Regions from separate parts of the Solanum lycopersicum genome. Here region 1 is linked to region 2. A link is a contact called in public HiChIP or PLAC-seq data. All regions are on one chromosome and are shown on one strand. Each heading gives the region's core, a stretch centred on a gene start, on an enhancer-like site or on the middle of the called end of the contact. The rest is flanking DNA. Distances are from core to core; before and after follow the strand shown.

Region 1 (6,584 bases), core at 1,700-4,199, 45 kb after region 2:
TTATCAACTCAAAGTATGACATATATTTTTTAATACTCAAACACTTCAAGAAGATTTATATAAATTTCGTCAAGTGTTATGCCACTTTGCCTCAATTGAAAATTGAAACAAAGAGAGATGAAGAGAAGTCGTCCCTAGTGATCGATCAAAAGTATTGTTCGATTTTCTTGGAGGAAAAGAACATGATGCAGTACACCGACCTTTATAATTTTATTTTTAATTCATTAATGATGTTTGATATCATTTTCTCATTTTTGTATAGGTGTAAAAACAATATGAATTGCTTTTCGATATGGGTTTTTTGGCAACTTGATCCTCAGCTTTTTTATTATATAATATGTAATATGAATATAATAATAAATATCAAGGCAATAAAGGACAAATCCACAACAATCCAAGTATACTAAAAACAAATGGACAAGGATAAAACCAAATAGAGTAGCATAAATATCCATTCCCAACACTAGAAGCTCTGCCCATTCCCAATATTCGTATGTATTCCATGTCCTATCTATACCACTAGGCACTATATATGTACTATCCTATCTAATCTTTTAGATATACATAATAAAAAGATGTCGTGAAGTCTTTTTATTCCATCAACCGATAAACTAAGTACAAGAATGTTTTAATTTATATTTGTTGAACTATTTTATACCTCATTAAAAAATAATATGTGTTTATTTTAATATTTTAATCAAAGTATGTAATTATCTTATCTCAAAAATTAAATTATTAAAAAAGACATTCAAATATTCACTCAAACAGCCACCTGAATTCACTATTTACTTTATCTAATCGATAGACATAAATTACCATTTTCTTCTTTAAATTATTATATCTCACTTGCAATGAAGAATTCCAATTTCCATAAGGCTAAGGTCTTGATCTACATTGGATGTCACAAATGCTACTAAAAACTTCTTGAGTATGCCTTAAATTTCCGTAGTTTTCTGTTGAAGCCAAGTAGAGAAGAATCGTAGAGTATTGGTATCAGCTCTATAATGCTTCTGTGTAAATTCAAATAGAGTTGGCCATGTGAAATCTGGATATATTCTAGGATTATTAGAGTCCACCAATTCTGCCGGTGGCCTCACCACCTTATCCTTCTTAGGACAAAGAAAAAAAGCAAGAGATTTTCTAGGTGTTTTGTTGTTTACTACAGCTCTGTGCAAACAACTTTTATACCTTCCATTTGAAAGCGCCTGCAAAAGGTTAAAATAAATAAATGTCACATTGAGTTTAACTATGTCATAGTTAAGAAATAAATTACGTATATAAGGTAAAATAAATTTTATTTGACTTTTAAAATTGAAATTATCATATAAATTCAAATCTATAAAATATTTATTTATTATACTTTTTAACCTTAATCACAAGATTGTTTGTCTAAGATGCCTTACATGTCTCACTTAAATAATATCGAACTATTTGGGATTTTGGTACCTTATTACACATGTTATAATATTTGTACGACTGTAACAATCTTTCGATATAGAAAAAATGAAAATTTTAAAAATAATTATTTTCAAATATTGAAATGGACAAATAATGACAATAATGACATAGTGTCAAGCAAATTGATTGGAGGAAAGAGTAAATACTTTTGATTTTGTAAATGTCAATTCAATTAGGTAAAATGACTAGTCATTAGAAGGCATATATGTTAAGAAATGTCTTTTCTTTCTTACCATAAATGTGTCACCTATGTTAACGACAAAAGCACTATTATTTGGACTGATAGAGCGCCACTGGTTGTCCATGAAAACTTGTAGTCCTGAGACGTTGTCTTGATGGAGGATGGTTAATGATGTTGGGTCACAATGTGGTCCAGTTCCTAACGCAAGATCTGGTTTTAGACATGTTGGATAATAGTTGAGTCTCATAATCGATTCATTTTCTTCAAAGAATTGTTTGAAATGGTTTTTGCTCACGCCTAGGCTCTCGCCCAAGAGTTCCATGATCCCAGAAGAGAGAGTGCTCATCGCATTACAATACTCTTGGTAAAACTTCCTATCATAATGAAAAATAATAATAATAAACATTCGTCATGTTGATTAATAAAGAAGATTTAAAAAAATTAAAGCATACAAAAAAAAAGTATGTATCAAAGTTTAACGAGACTCTTAACAAGTTTTAGTGAGATGATTACATAGCAAATATGGTATCAATAATGCAGACAGAGGTCCTGAGTCCGAAAGAAACATACTTTTATACGTCTAATCATATTTTCAACATGTCATTTGTCAGCTCTGACATATTTAAGAAACGTACCGAATCGAAGATATAATTACGTAGCTAGCCCAAAATGATTTATAGATAAAGTAATGACCTAATAAAATAAAACAAAATGGTCACGTCCTCTTACCCAATATGGCTAAAGTCTTCCCCCATTGTTTTTAGAAAATATTGATCAAGCATGTGGGACGAGCCTTGTAGGGTAGAATATGGAAAAGAAAGTGTCTCTTTCCAAGGTAACTTGGATGAAAATCTCTCAGTAAAGCTACTAGCATAACCACAATGATCTCCTCTCTTCCTTTGAATCTTTTGCTTGTCGGAAAGTGGCAATTCAAAGAACATGTCCATATAGCGATGTGCAAGTGAGATAAGATTAGTATCAACACCATGATTTGCCACGAGAAAGAAACCGTGCTTCTTGCATGCTTCATCAACCAGACTAGATTCACACTTAGCTGCAATCGGATCACCAGAAAGGAATGCCCCTAAATCAATAAGCGGAACATCAAGTTCACCAACAAAACCACTAGGCTTCTCGTGGTCCGGCCATATAAATTGTCTAGGAATGTTCGATTCATTTTTAAGTACAGATGAGTCGAAAATGAGTGACTTTTTCTCATCTTGTATCATAGGCATCACCATGCAATCAATGGCCATTGTCATGACTTGTTAATAATAGAGAAAAATTAAAGAGAGAAAAAAAACGGAAGCCGTTAGGAGTGGGTAACAAAATATTGGATTCTTATAGGTGTCTTTAGCAGGAGAAATAAATTATCACTTTGCAAACAAGGGGCTTGGTGAAACTTAAAATTTCAGTACAAGTCCATAAGTTATTTGTCTTTTTCAAATTTGACAGTAAAGCTCTTTCCCAATGGTCTTTGGCGTTTCTATCACGAGGACCTAACTCTGCGTACGTGATATTCATCTTAATTCCGCGTTTCTTTTTTAATTTATGTGATGTATTTTAAATTTTATAATGTTTTAGATAAAAAATTTTAAAAAAGAAAATTCTAATTTATGATCAAAATTAAATTATTCGATTTTTTTAAATTCAAACATATTATATAATTATAATATGATAAAACTTTGTTATATTTAAATTATTTATATTAACATACATCGAAGAGTTCGAAGTTTGATTACTATTATTTAATTAAGAAAAAACTATCTAAGAAATATTTAAGTTTTTTCTTAATTGTGATATTTAAGTTTTTTCTTAATTGTGAATTTTATATTTAAAGTATTATATTCAAACTATAACTCATTCATTCGAGAAATATATGTTTGTGTGTGCATAATACAATCTCTATTTTATTTAAGAAAATCATGTTTTCTTTGGGATAAATTTGACCATGATAAACTGTTAATATTAGTTAAAATGTTACAGATTAAAATATGCATACGACATAAATAAAATATTTCATTTTGATAAAAAATAAATAAAATATTAATATTAATTGATGATTAAAATACCAATATTCCTCCTAATAAGAAACTGATTTTTAATAAAGTAAAATTTAAAACATTTTTATCCCATTCTACCACCCCACAAACCACCCATTCCTTCCGAATTTTTTTAGATATTATTTTTTAAAAAAAAAATAATAATAATATTTCATCTCATCTAATTTTTCGCTCTCAATTTTTTCTACTGACGTATTTTGTGACAAGCAAAAAAATATTCTCTTGAAAATATATGTATCTATCAAATACAAAATAAGAAATTAAAACACCAGCTTGGAGCGGAGGTTAGGAGGGAATGGAATGAGTATATTTTTTAGGAAAAAAAGATAAATTATATCTACTTGGAAGAGGGAGGGGAGAAAAGTGGAGGGGGATGAAGTAAGATTTTCTTAAACAAACTTTCATAAAATATATATTTATTTTTTTAAAAAAAAAGGGAATTTTTTAGTGAAGGAGGCTAAGCTGGGTCCTGGGCGGATGTGACGGAATTTGGTAAGAAAAATATTTTTTTTTTTGGGACAATGATACTTCAAATTTCAACTCCTATCTAATACTCATATTAATAATCTATTTAACTTTTATTAAAGTGAAATGTTTTGTTCTGTGAAGTGTTATATGATTTATTTTTAAAAAAAGTAAAAGAGACAAACGATCAGTATTATGCACACTAAGAGAATGTAATATAATAGGGAGTTTATTTTTCAAATAAACGAGTGATACTTAAATATGAAATTTATATTTTCAATAATATGAAATTAAAAAATTAATAATTTTGATATGTTTTGAAAATTTATTACTTTATTAATTATTTAATAATAAAAATAATATTAAAATATATCTTCTTTGATTTGTTAAGAAAAAAAATTGAATGGAGAAAGAAACATATTTCTTACTACAGAAAAGAGCCTAAAATATCCTTAAAGTATTGAAAATGGTATAAAATTATCCTCTATCCACCTATTGGTTTCAAAATGTCCTTCTCATTCACCTATTGGCTCCAAAATGCCCTTTTTATTTACCTATTGTCTCCAAAATACTCTTGTCATCAACCTTTGGGTTCAAAATTGACCACTTATTTAATTGTTTTAAAATTAAACTCATTAAATATTTTTTAAAATACTCGGCGTTCAATTATTAGTTATAATTTAATTTATTAATATAATTTATAAATCAACCCACTATCCACTCATTATTAACTAAACGTCACCCAATTAATAATCCAATTATAATATCAAAATCGATAAAAAAAAACTACTAAAACACGATGAAATTATAGATTCTTGAAAATGACATCCAAAATTATTCGAGTCAAATCAAAACCCCAATTAAATTTAGGTTGAGCCACTTATTTAGGACGACACTTTCAATAGGATTATGTTTCAAAATTGAATTAGAAATTTATGATTAAAGTTAAAGAAGTATATATTCCGAATTAATTCATGCACCTTTTTTAAATATAATTTTATAAATATTTATGATTTGTTTTACAACCTTTAATATATTATTTGAAAAAAAGTTATCTATGAAGTAGCATCACATAATTGAGACGTAAGGATAGTTAAGATTAACATAGTCAGACTTTTAAGTTTATCGATAATTTTTTATTTAGAAATTTGAATGTATGATAGTTTACTTCTATCGATATTTTCACCTCAAATATTTAAAAACACTCAATTGGTAATAGTTTTTCTTTTGTTTCTTTAATAATGTGACGGATTTATTAATTTGGAGGAGTTTAATTAGTAATAGGTGGGTAGTGGATTGATTTATAAATTATACTAATAAGTTAAATTGTATCAAATAGTTTAACGCCACGTATTTAAAAAAAAATATTTAAATAGTTTAAATTTAAAACCATTATATAAGTGGTTAGTTTTGAACCAAAAGGTGAATTACAATGGTATTTTGAAACCAATAGGTGGGTGAGAAGGGTATTTTGGAGCCAATAGGTAGATGGAAGTTAATTTTGTACTATTTCCAATACTTTGAGGGTATTTTAGGCCCTTTTTCGTTTGAACTGTTCTTCAAGAGGAGGTATAGAACTGCGGCGCAATTGAATATACTCCTCCTTTCAATACTATTGAATATATTTTTTACACTTGTATAGTTATATTAAGATGGGCAACTTTCACACATAGCAATCAAAAAATTCATTATTGTATGCTATAACAAACTTTGCATAATTGCGCTCCATAGCAAACATAAAACTGTATAATTTGCTATACATATACAATTGTATAATTCGCTGGCATAAATTGTATAATTCGCTGGCCTAAATTGTATAATTCGCTGGCTTATTTCGCTGTAATTGTATAATTTGTTTTGCATACAGTTGAATCGAATTAAAATGTATGTAAACCTTAGTCTATATGTTGCTCGTGAGCCGCCAAGTACCAGTCTCGCAACAGTATTGGCGCAAAAGGATCGGTCCTTCACTTGCTGATCGTTCGCGAGTCGAACTCGCTATTGCATAATTATAAGTGTATAGCAAGAAGATGTATGTTTTTCTCGCTTTATACAAAAACAGAAACACAATATATACATTTCTGTTGTATAAAGCTAGAGAAAATTGTATTTCACTACAATTGTATAATTCGTTGGCCTTTTTCTCTGCAATACTTGAAGTAAAATGTTTGTAAATTGTATAATTAAGTGTATAACACGAAGATATACATTTTTGCATGTGTATACACAATTTTCTCTTGCTTTATACAAAACAGAAACAGAATTATACACTTCTGTGTATAAAGCGAGAGAGGCGAGAGAGAATGGAGAGTGGCGAGCGAGATTTTTGGAAGAGAGACGCTGGCAAATTTTAGCTAATGTTTGCTATGGAACACAATTAAATCAAACCCTAGCTATTCTATTTAATTTAGGTTATT
Region 2 (6,167 bases), core at 2,116-4,615:
AAGTCAAATATTTTAACTTGTTTGGAATTTGGGAAACTCGATGATTAATTTATATCGTGGGGTTCAAAAGTAGGCTTAAACATTACGTTTTATACACTACCTCCCCGTCTCAATTTATGTGATATATTTTGAATTTCAAAATTCAAACAAGTATATTTTTGGCCACTCCATAAATTTTTTATATATATTTTAAATATTTTGAATTGTCAATAATTGTGACTTATAATACTTTTTACATAGTTTACAAATATGTTAAATTTTATTTTTAAAAAATTGAAGATTTCATGCGCAAATTCCTAATCAAACTTAAACTGTTTTTACTCTCAAAAAATAAATTTAACACATAAATTGAGACAAAGAAAGTATTTTTTTTATATTTTAATTTGTAATTTGTATAATAACATTTTTATCTGTATAACTTAAGTATATAGGACGAAAATATATGTATTAGTATTTGTATATACATTTTCTCTCACTTTATACAAATACAAATACATTTTATATACTTTACACCGAAATGTATAACATGGCGAGTTGTGTATCGAATCACATGGCAAAAAATGGGGATCTTTGTTGCAAATTATAATTAAAATAAACTATGGCTGTGACATTTAATTTGAATTAATAGTTTGTTATTTCATACAATTTTCTCAAATTATAAACAAGTCAAGACGACTAACTAGTAGTGAACTGAAAATTTGAAGGGAAAATTACATGGGGATGACAAATATCCTTATGTAATTCGTTAATAAGGGTATATTTTAATTCATTTACAGTCAGTAAGTACAGTTTCAAATTTTTGGCCATAATTTATGCAACCCACTGCCTATTTGTATACAGGATAAAAATCATCATCCAAAGATTTATATATAATTTTATTCAAAATCAAATTTATCTCTATTATTCTCATTCCATATCTTTCTCCTAAATTTATTCTTCCCTTCTAATTTAAATTTCGATTGAGAAAATTTTGACCTTCTCCCTCCGATGTTCTTCCACTTTTCGCAAGTAACCGCCAAATTCATGGCTTTCAATATTTTTTTTCTTTGATTCCTTCTTCAACAATTGTATGTGTAGTATGATTGTTAGTTTTTTCGTATATTTTTTTAAAAAATCTTTATTACTTATCAGAGTACAAGTCTTTCAAAATCAGAATGGATGATTCCACTCTATCTATGAGGATTACGAGAGGTATGTCATTGTATGTCAATGTTGTTGATAATTCACCTTCATTTCAATTGGGTTAATTCAGGATTTTGGGGTCAATGTAGGGTTTATGGCAAAACATAAACAAGTTCAAGTTGAACAATCTATTGAAGAATTGAGATCCATGAAAAAAAATGACTCAATGGCAATTCATAAAGTCATCAACAACGTGAAATCTTGCGACATTAAGATTGTTGAAGGTGGAAGTAAGAGAAAAATCATAAACATTGATTCAGAGGAGATTGAAACTGTCTCATCAGAACTAGACAAAACTAAAGAATATCGGGAACATCAGGTAGTATAATTTATATACAAATTATAAAGTTATGTATATAGTGGGCTGTATATTAAGGTAATATATACAAAGTATTATGAGACAATTCTTAATTGTATATTATATTAGTTGTATACCAATTACTAAAGTTAGGTATATAGTGACTTGTATATTAAGGTAACATGTACAAAGTCTTATGAGGCAATAGCTATTTGTATACAATTATTTAATTTTGTATAAAATAAATTTGGTAAAATCACTCTATTATACATATACAAAATTATAAAACATTGTACAAATTCGTCGATATATACAAAAAATTATGAATATAATAAAATATTGTATATATAAACGTTACACACTAAAATATACAATAGATTTGAAGCTTACTATATATATACAATTAACAAATGAATATTATACAATCAGTTTAATCATTAATATTTTTTTTTAAAAAAAAAACATGAAATCACAGTGCACATATAATTATGTAAAATATACCCCTATACCCATTGAATGTAATTTCATAAAATCTGTTTGCCATATATGAAATTTTCCCAAATTTGAATACTTAAAGTTTAACGTAGGCCAAAGTCCGATTTCCTGTTCGCTTGAACCAGCCAATTGGGCCTTTCTGCTACTGATTTGGGCTTTGGCCCAATTCCCATTTTGTATATCTTTTATGTATCACTGTATATGTTTATTATTTTTCCTGTATATTGCATGTATAAATAATGTACTTAAGACACTGTCAATGAATAAATAAGTTTCCTCACGACTATCAGTTACATTTTTTGATATGATATCAGATCTTCTTATTTCAACATCACTTGTAGCTTCAACTTCAATGGTAGCTGTAGTATCTTCTTCTCTTATCAATTTGTTTCTTTTATTTCCGTGAACTTTAATTTCGGTTACTCTCTTCTATTTTCTTGTACTCGTTCATCAAATTCTGAATTTAAACTTGATATAGTTAAATAAAGGATCACACGGAATAAAAAAAAGCGCTAGATTTTCTATTGATAGATATCTTAATTAAAAGACTCACACACACATATACTTGAAGATACATCTAACATTGCTTGTTCATTGTCATTTTCATCATCACAATACACATGTTTAACGATAGGGACCACATTCTCAAAATTTGATTCATTATAATAGTCATAAATGTCTATTGTGTTCCCATTATTTTAACAATAGAGCAATGTCTACTTAACAAATAGGGTCTTTAGTTAGTTCTATCAATTTTTTTAAAGTCTTTCTTGCTAAATAATTGATGGTGTAAAATGACTTTTGTTAAAGTAACTTGTCTACATATACCGAAAGGTGAAAGCAACTCCCAAATCATTAATTTTATCTTCCATTTGGTATTTTCTCTGTTTTATTTTATTTGGTTTCAATGTTAACAAATAAATATTTTTAAAAACATTCACAAATTAGATGTTTTTTTATTTTTAGAATTCAATAACTACACCAATATATTTGAATTTAGAGTTTTAAAATATAACTCTAACTAGAATTTTGTATGTCAAGGTTAACAGAGTTCAAGTGATATAAAACAAAGGGCGCACTTTGTCTTTCATATTAATTCTCAAAATTTTTGATAGTTAATTTGATTAATTCTTATAACTAAATTAAATACTAAAAATTAAAATTGAAATACTAAAAAATAATATAAATTGAAATATTGTCTATTGCACGGGAACCGATTCTAAGATTCTTTTTTTTCTTTGCAATATTTTTGTGTAAAAGCTTTCTCCGTTATTTTATAAAAAAAAATAATGATGATAATCAAACGTTAATGAATTTTAATATGCAAATGTCAAGTAGTTTCTCATAAAGAAAATATCATTTGAAAGTGACAAATATTTCAAAACAAAGTAGATATTATGAAATTGAACATGGTCAGAAATGATCCAAACTAAAGAAATAGTCATTTCCTAATAAACCGACAAGTAGCACCTTCTTCGCATCGATAACAACTTCCACTCCTCACAGACTATATATATATATAACACCTAAACTTTTGCCTCTTTTAGGACAAAATAGAATAGTAACTTGTTAGGGCGATAATGGCTAGCCAAAGATTTGCTCGTCCAATTTTTGACAATCCTTTTGTTAAGATTCAAGAATTACCAGGTAACACAGTTAAACGTAACTCTGAATCCCTCAAACAAGCCAATTGTGATCCAAAAGGCACATCCTTAGTCGTAACAAGGGATGTTGATCTTGACACAACAAAAAACACTTGGCTTCGACTATACGTCCCAAGACGTTTAACAAAAAATCCAAATCCTAAGAAATTGCCACTGATTATGTACTATCACGGTGGAGGCTTTGTTTATTTCCATGCCAATACTTTTATATTCGATGTCTTTTGCCAGGCACTTGCTGAAAGAGTTGGTGCTATGGTGATTTCACTTGAATATCGTCTAGCCCCTGAACATCGACTTCCTGCTGCTTATGATGATGCTATGGATGGCTTAGAATGGCTTAAGAATACCAAGGATGAATGGGTTTGTAATTATGCTGATTTGACTAAAGTTTTTCTTGGTGGAACTAGTTCTGGAGGAAATATAGCTTATAATGCAGGTATGTATTTCAAAGTTAATTTTGGGAAAATGCACGAGTATCCTGAACTTATATTTTGTAATTTTATAAATCTTTTGTCTTACGTGACACACACTGTGACTCCACACAATTGAGGCACGTGGATGCCACCTAACTTGAAAAAAAAGTTTACAAAATTACAAAAGAAAATAAGTTCAAGGGTAATAGGACTATGGGATTTTGGTCATAATTTCATTTTTTGTGTTTAGTTTTCGGTTGTATTTTGAAGTGTCAAATTACCCTATCAATATTTTTACAAAGATGGTTCATATGAAAAGTGAACGTGAATAAGTTAACCCTGGGATCATTAAATTAATGAGGAATTACATTGAATTGAGTGTATGCAGGTCTACGTGCGGCAGGTATGGCAAAAGAGCTAGAGCCAATAAAGATCAAAGGTTTACTATTACATCATCCATTTTTCAGCGGTAAAAACAGAACAGAATCAGAGGAAAAGCAGAAAGATGATCAACTACTCCCACTTGTTGCAGTAGACAAAATGTTCGATTTATGTTTACCAAAAGGAGTAGATCATGATCATGAATACTGCAATCCATGTGCTAATGGAGGATCAAAACATTTAGATGAGATGAAAGAATTAGGATGGAAGGTGTTTGTTAGTGGTGTATGTGAAGATCCACTCGTTGATGCTGCTCGTGCATGTGTAAGGTTGATGGAACAAAAAGGTATAAAAGTATTCAAGTTTTTTAGAGATGGATATCATGCTATGGAAGTCTTTGATCAATCAATGGCTGCTGCTTTATATGATGCTGCTAAAGATTTCGTGTATGCTGCTAGTAGAACTTAATGTTTTAAGTATTTAATTTTGTGCAAATAAGACAGCACCCCCATCTACTCCATATGTTATTATCAAATTGCTCTTAACAATAAGTTGTTCTATTTTTCTGATGGACAGTTAATCACTAGAACGATCTTATGGGGAGTAGCTAGAGCCGCTTGTCATTTTGTTCAATTCAATATTTCTTTCGTTTCAAAATAAGTTATATATTTAGCCGATGTCTTCTATTAATTTAGTAAATATAGTGAAATAAGAAGTAGCTCTTTAAATTATTTTTTTTATCATTTACTAAGATTCATTTAATAAAATAAAGATAAATGGTTGTCTTGAGCACCATTTATGTTGAAACAAAATAAAACTTGAATGAACCATTTATTTTTTCAAAAAATGGAGGGAGTATCCTATAAAATAAAGTGCCGCTTTAATAAGTTAAAAGAAAGTCCAAACAACTTATGTGCTCAACTTTTATCGTACAGTCAAATTAAATCAAATAGTTTAAAAAATCATTTTGTAATTTGATTTAATTAGTTTGGTGTTGGACAAAAAAAAACTGATCATTCTTAGTTTGGTTTAATATTCAAAGAAAAAAAGTCAAATAGAATCCAAATCAAATCGACATAATATAAATGTTGTTATAAATTCATTGTTTTATGTGGATGATCCATTAGTTATCCAACAATTAATTGTATTCATGTATAAGTGTTTCCAAGGTGATAATCTTTCAAGGTGATAAGAACCTTAAAGAGATAACTATGTATCTATTAATGTGGTGACATTTGGAAGTGATATCTCAACACTATAAATAGAGATATCACTCACCATTTGATATGCATATGAGACTAAAATACACTTGAATAGAAGAAAAATTCCTCTTCTTGTATCTACTACTCTTGCCTTCTTCTTCTTATTATAATATTTTGAGCTTTCTTTATAATACGTTATCAGCACGAGACTCTAGCCAATTGAGATTGGGTTTTATTTTTTCTTTAACTCATGTTTTGGTTGATCTCTTTATGAGAAACAAGGTATTTATATGCATAAAATCAGGTATATATTTGCTAACATATTTTTATGATTTAAAATACGATAGTATTCCACCACTAACAATTATCAGGAACCAAAGGCATATACAACTATTGATTGAATATGATATGCTATACAAAACTTCTTAAATGGAAGAAGGTATATATAAAATTTTAATAGCATGAGTTTGAATATTATTTTGATTGCTTTGAAAGACTAAAAGGATAAGTCATGTTATACTTCGCTCTATTA

Evidence for each region. HiChIP or PLAC-seq counts read pairs in DNA pulled down with a chosen protein or histone mark.
Region 1: a contact with region 2 is called in an RNA polymerase II HiChIP or PLAC-seq map of leaf, with 4 times the contacts expected there. The contact joins the promoter of 20ox-2 here to the promoter of LOC101244774 in region 2. A contact is called at or near these places in 1 of 8 Hi-C or Micro-C datasets (leaf) and 1 of 1 datasets of contacts at active chromatin or transcription factors (leaf).

The regions. Positions count from the first base shown.
Region 1 is chr6:26,904,291-26,910,874 of SLM_r2.1, forward strand. It overlaps 20ox-2 (gibberellin 20-oxidase-2), which reads right to left and starts at 2,950. Exons shown (of 3, transcript NM_001247699.2): 1 at 2,369-2,950; 2 at 1,692-2,013; 3 at 639-1,205. The coding sequence starts at 2,901. The coding sequence ends at 936.
Region 2 is chr6:26,859,335-26,865,501 of SLM_r2.1, forward strand. LOC101244774 (probable carboxylesterase 120) reads left to right here and starts at 3,366. Exons shown (of 2, transcript XM_004240700.5): 1 at 3,366-4,075; 2 at 4,441-5,105. The coding sequence starts at 3,556. The coding sequence ends at 4,901.